2 separate regions of the Sus scrofa genome follow, and region 1 is linked to region 2. A link is a contact called in public Hi-C data. All regions are on one chromosome and are shown on one strand. The core of a region is the stretch at or near the end of the contact, and the rest is flanking DNA. Distances in the headings are between cores, read along the strand shown. Region 1 holds the start of PRPF8 (pre-mRNA-processing-splicing factor 8). Region 2 holds the start of INPP5K (inositol polyphosphate-5-phosphatase K).

Region 1 (3,037 bases), core at 1-2,500, 160 kb after region 2:
AAGACCAAAAAAAAAAGAAAAGAAAAAAAACAAAAAAGGAGCATCACTAGAAGATCTCGTAATTCTAACAGAATCCTAGTGGTTTTCTCCCTTCTTTGATCAAGATGGGCTGTCGCTGAAGATTAAGGACCCAAAACGATAGAGCAGCTATCCAGGACTGCGATTTACGGGACAGGGCAGAGTCCAAATGAAATAACTTCAGGATGTTCCTTACCCCAGGTAGACCCTTTTGTCATGGCGAAACTTCCTGTTGGTCATGTCCCCATGGTCTCGAATGATCTTCCTAACATGTTCTGGAGGCATGTCTTCCTTCTGAGCATCCACAAATCCAAACTTCCGCTTTTCGGCATAGCGCTTGGCCTGCAACTGCTGCCATTTTCGAGCTACAAAAACACCTCAGTTTTAAGGACTGCACACCCTTAGCCTAATCACCCCCTACTTCTTGCCCTAGGCTAAGCGCCCACCAGGATGCATGACAAAAGGGTGGGCACCTAGCAGGAGCACTCCCTGCCAGCTCTCTTGACAACTCGCTCTGCTTAAACCCTTTAACGGCAGGGGTTTTGCCTGAAAAGCTATTGTATCCCCCTTGTTTGGATCAGTGCCTGCAAACAGTAGACACTTTTTTTTTTAACCGATAGTTTTAAAGACTTGAATAGATGAAAAAAAAAAATAAGGGCTAATAAGTGCACTAAGACCTAATGTTTTGACACACTTGCCAAAACCTGGAAGGGGTCAAACCACCACGCGCGCACGCGCACACCCGCCCCCAGGCGCCGCTCCCGCACACTTTCTTCACCTTTCTCCTGCAGCTTCTCCTCCGACATGTAGTCTGGCAGCGGAGCTAGAGGGCCGGGAACCGGGTTGCCCGGCCCTCGGTAAGGAAACACTCCGGCCATTCCCGGAGAATCTGGGGAAACGGCAGAAGAAAAAAATTAACGAGGAAGAGGGCCCAGGCCCACAGAAGGCGCAGCAGGAACACGTCAAGACCCTCGGCCTGCAGTCCCGCCTCGCTCAATGTGCGCCCAGCCGGGCTGGATCCTTCCGGCCGCTCAGCCGGACCCCCACCGCACCTCCCACGGCCCGGCCTTTAAAGCCCGCCACGCACCCCCACAGCCCCTCACACAGACAGCCGCTTTCCGCTCAGGGCAATGGCGGCAAGCCTACGTCCGCTCCGCGTTCCCACAGCCAGGAAGTGCGCAACCCAAGTTCAGCAGTTGATCCAATAGGCACCGGTGTGATCAGAAGGATTACCGAGCTCACCAATTAGAGATGCAAGTCGGGCCAGAGGGGCGGGTCCACGGACGGAAGTATTTGAACGCGAGGGGGTGTGCGCCATATAGGCGCAAGCCCCGCCTCCTGCGTTTCTGAAGCTGTTTCTGTGCCTTCTGCTGTAGGGCCGCAGGAAACGAAAGCTTCGGAAGATCGAATAAATTTGTCGAATTTTGTACATTATTCTGTGTCTAGTCTCATGTATGTAGACTTGAGGTTCAGCACTAGCTCTGAGTCAGGCAGTCTTTTGTTTATGCATTCGTTCATTCAACCATCATTTATTGAGTGCCCACTGTTGTGTTAGGAATTAAGAATAAGGGATGGGGAAGCCAAGCTCACAAGGTAGCTGGGAGGTAGAATTAGAACCCAGGCTCTCACAATCAGATGTGATGGGAATTCGGGGGCAGGGCTTTTTCTTCTTTTTTTTCTTTTTTTTTGTCTTTTTAGGGCCACGCCCACGGTATGATATATGGAGGTTCACCGGCTGGAGGTCGAATGGCAGCTGTAGCTGCTGGGCCTATGCCACAGCAGCGCGGGATCCGGCAACTCCGGATCCTTAACCCTGAGGGAGGCCAGGGGTGGAATCTGAGTCCTCATGGATGCTAGTCAGATGTGTTACCCACTGAGCCACTATGGGACCTCCTGTTATCTGTTTGTTTGTTTGTTTTTTAATTTTATGGCCATACCCACGTCATATGGAAGTTCCAGGGCCAGGAATTGAATCTGAACTACTGCTGCGCCCTATGCCATAGCTGACTTGTGCTGAGCAGAGGATGGAGCCCTGACCTCTGCAGCCACTGGAGCTGTTACAGATGAATTCTTAACCCCGTGCCCCTCCGTGTGACTTCCCGAGGCAGAGCGTTTAACTCTGCCTAAGATGTCAAGGAGGAGTTAGTTGATGAACCTACAGAAATAAAAGATGCTTTGGGGAACAACATTGCCAGGTGTACCCCACCTTCATTCCTATTTTCTCTCTCTGGCAATGGTTACGCTATAGACCATATAATGAATACACTATAAACGCTTCTTGACTCCCTGAGGCTCTTTCTCATCTTGCTGCCTGAATTGCCCTCCATCTCCTGCTTTCTTGGTTTCACCTCCCATCCCTCTTGCTCTATCTTTTTGATAACAACTTTGGTTTGTTTGTTTTGCCTTTTTTTTTCTTTTGAGGGCTGCACCTGCAGCATATGGAGGTTCCCAGGCTAGGGGTCAAATCGGAGCTGTAGCTGCCAGCCTATGCCACAGCCACAGCAATGCCAGATCCAAGCCACGTCTGCGATCTACACCACAGCTCACCGCAATGCCAGATCCTTAACCCACTGAGCAAGGCCAGGGATCGAACCCGAAACCTCATGGTTCCTAGTCAGATTCGTTTCCACTGTGCCATGACGGGAATTCCATTTTTTGATAACAACTTTGAATGGATAAATTTGTTTGAACTCACACCAAGTTTATTGTGGGGGATACCGAAAAATTGTAACCCATACGGCCTCTCCATCTAGTTGAGAATTTAGGACTCGAAGGAGAAAATGAGAAAAATGCAAAGAAGGGTCCAGGCAAATGCTGGCTGGTGGCGAGGTTCATAACTTCAAAGAAGAGAGAGGAGCATTATTAAACACGCAGTGGAGGAGTTCCTGTTGTGGGTCAGTATCCATGAGGACTTGGGTTCCATCCCCAAGCCCCGCTCAGTGGGTGAAGGATCCTGTGTTGCTGTGAGCTGTGGTGTAAGTCACAGATGTGGCTCATGTCTGACATGGCTGTGGCATAG
Region 2 (2,991 bases), core at 400-2,899:
CCTGGCAACGCCAGTGCAGAGCTGCCAGCACACTAGGAGAGCTACCAGCGTGGCCCAAAAGTCAGGCGAGGGAAGGGGTGGCGATGGGGTGGAGAGTCCAGAGATTTATTAATTCCACCAGCCCTTCACACCTCAGCAGTCATCTATGGGTCAGTCAACTTCCAGCTCCCCACCCTTCAATCCATGGGTTCCGTCCACCACCAGAGAGATTCTGGAGGTTTCAATTTTCACCTTGTGAGATGGCTTAGGACTACAAGACAGAGGAATTTCAAAAATAACAGAGATAAAGACACCACATTTCCTTCCCACTCCTTCCTGGAGCATAACCAATTCTGCCAAGCATCTCAGAGAGCCTAAGAAGATTCCAAATAACAAGTTTCTCAACATCTCAAGAGTCTAGCCTCTTTTGGGAAACGTCATCAGCTGGATAACATTTTCCATGTTCATACAAACACTTGGGAAGCAACACATCGAATCAGAAGCTCTCAATAACACTGGATCCCATCTGAGGCTCCGGGGAAGGACAGACTCGCAAATCTCTTCATTTGAAGAGTTAAAGCAGCGCTCCCAGGAAGCCTCCAGACTGTGTGGAGTACAGGGCAGGCAGGGGCTACGAACCCTGCAGAGACCAATTAGAGCCACCAAGCCTCAGGTGACTCCTAGGCACATCACAAGGAGGCGAATCTCTAACAGCAGTCGACCCATCGTGGGGGGTGGGAGAGAAGGACAGAATGTCCCTAACATCTCTTCCCCACCAGACGCTGTTCTTCGAGGTCCATGTTCTAAAAAGCACAACTGCAAGAAATTCTTGGCCAGCGTACAGCAACTTCCTGCCCCTCCCTACGAACATCAACAAAACAATACAAAAACCACCTTCCCAGGCCCTCGGCCAGAGATTCTGTGCTTCGATTGTTTACGATCTCCCCCTGCTGTCCAACGGAGGAGGAAGGAAGGCAGCCCTTTCACTGCAAGGCTCCTTGTTCTTCCAGGGGCCTGCTCTAAGTGCATGGAGAGCCAAAGCCGGGATTTTTGGTTCCCACTTTTACGAAGGACGATTAGCAGCAAATCCTTGCATCGTGACCGGCTCTGAGCTGGTGATTAGCGTTGTTCCTCGTTAAAGAGCAAGCATGGGACCAGGCTATTATCACTTCACTAAAGGATGTTATCCAAATCTGATTTCGGATTTCAGGAGGTCACAACGGGATCAGGCAGACCCCATGATGTATGTGCTGATCCAAAGAATAAGATTTCTACTCCAAAGCTAAGGAGTGAATGCTTTGTTATGTTTTTAACTTCAAACAGCTCAACACTGCTGCCTCCTCAAGAAGCCAACTGGAACACCTACTTGGAGCCCCCAAGAGGGAACGAGCTTAGCAGCCTAAGTTTGGAGGGGGCGCGAGGTTCAAGCCCAACATAGCCCTCTCGTACCGACCTGGGAGAATGTGGGAGGCCTCTGAATTAGAAGCAGCCCTGTAGGTCTGGCCCCTTCTCTCCCAGTCTGGTTCTGCCCCAGATCCGCAGCCCCAACTGAGTCGGAGGCAGTGATTCCGCCCGGAGCAGGCGGGCCTGCCTGTAGCCGCCTTCCTCACCTGAGCGTCCTGCTTCTCGGTTCGGTCTGGGGGTTCGTGGCAGCCATCGTTCCCACGCGGTGCCCCGGCTGGTTCGCGTCTCCCAGCCTCAGCGGATCCTGGCTTGATCTGTCCCGATCGGGTAGCAGGTGCCGGTCAGCTCACTCGCTCGATTGTTTTTCTTCCGGATTCCGACCCTCCGCCTCGGCTTCCGTAAGAGGCGGGGCCTAGGCGCACGGAAGGCTCTGGGTGGCGCGGCCCGGGGGAAGAGGCGGGACTCTCCAACGAGCGCGAAACGGTGAAAGGCGGAGGGGAAAGGGGCCAAGGGGACGCGGGAACGCAAGGGGCGTGTCCTCCTGTCATCAGAACCCGACGCAACACTGCCCCGCCCGGCGGGGGCGGGGCGGCGATCCAGACACCGCCCCCGCGGCTCCCAGGGTGCCTCGCGTAAGGCCGGCCGGGAGGAGTCGTCTTCCGGCGGAAGTCGCTGCCACGCCCAAGCGAAGCTCTCCTGCGTGCCCAGGCTCACTGTTACTGAACGTGGTCTGGGGCCTCGGTCCTCATCGCTCCGTCCAGGTTCTCAATGCCCAGAGGGGCGAAGGGGCGCAACCCAGCCGTTGTCGGCCTATATAATCCAGTCCCCCACCCCCCCGCCCCCGTTACAGGTCATCTCTCCTCTTGATCACTGAGCGCCTCCATTCTCCACTCCCATGTTCAAGTGTTTCCAGCTTTTCAGACTCATGCAAACTATTACACATTGGACGTTTAGGGGCTCCTGAACTCCGAAAGTTACCCATCACTGAATGAAAACTAAGTCGCTGCCTCTGTTTTACGACCAAACGTGAATATTTACTGTGCCAAAGATTAACTATGATTTCCTTCAAATCACTGGTTCTTAACATTTGGGAGACGGAGGGGTGGGACAGTGCATGGGATTCCTTTGAAGACCTGGTGAGAGCCTGGTGTGACTGGTGTGACCTGGTGTGACTTTCCCCAGAAACATGCACACTTTTACAGACAAGCTTCATGAGATTCCCAGGCCCAAAAGCCAGGGTAAGGGCTCTCTTAAATAAATGTTTTGCTTGGTAGGATGGGAAAGGGGCGGAATGTGAAGAGGGAAGACAAAAGCGAAAAGGAAATATTGCCAGCAGAAAATGGTCAAGTTACATTCAGATATGGGATATCTGCATAAATAAAATAAGGGGATGTTTTAATTTACGGAAATAGACCTGCACAACTTTTCGGAGATATCCTGTACCTTTTCTAGTCCTTCCTTGGTAAAATGGGGGATGTCAGCCAGAGTTGGAGAATATCTAAATTGTAAAATGGACAGAAGGACATCACCAATAAGCTGGACTCCAGAAAGCTCTGTCTAGGATTTTATTAGACTGCTTTTTTCCCCCAATATATCTGTATTGGAAGA

Evidence for each region. Hi-C and Micro-C count contacts between places; a contact is called where the count stands out from the background.
Region 1: a Hi-C map of liver shows a contact between it and region 2, with 3 times the contacts expected there. The contact joins the promoter of PRPF8 here to the promoter of INPP5K in region 2. A contact is called at or near these places in 2 of 47 Hi-C or Micro-C datasets (heart right ventricle and liver).

What each region holds. Positions count from the first base shown.
Region 1 is chr12:47,894,036-47,897,072 of Sscrofa11.1, forward strand. It overlaps PRPF8 (pre-mRNA-processing-splicing factor 8), which reads right to left and starts at 1,251. Exons shown (of 43, transcript XM_021067568.1): 1 at 1,106-1,251; 2 at 797-907; 3 at 215-383. The coding sequence starts at 896.
Region 2 is chr12:47,736,697-47,739,687 of Sscrofa11.1, forward strand. INPP5K (inositol polyphosphate-5-phosphatase K) reads right to left here and starts at 1,650. Exons shown (of 12, transcript NM_001190292.1): 1 at 1,590-1,650. The coding sequence starts at 1,636. PITPNA (phosphatidylinositol transfer protein alpha isoform) reads right to left here. Exons shown (of 13, transcript XR_001304419.2): 13 at 2,935-2,991.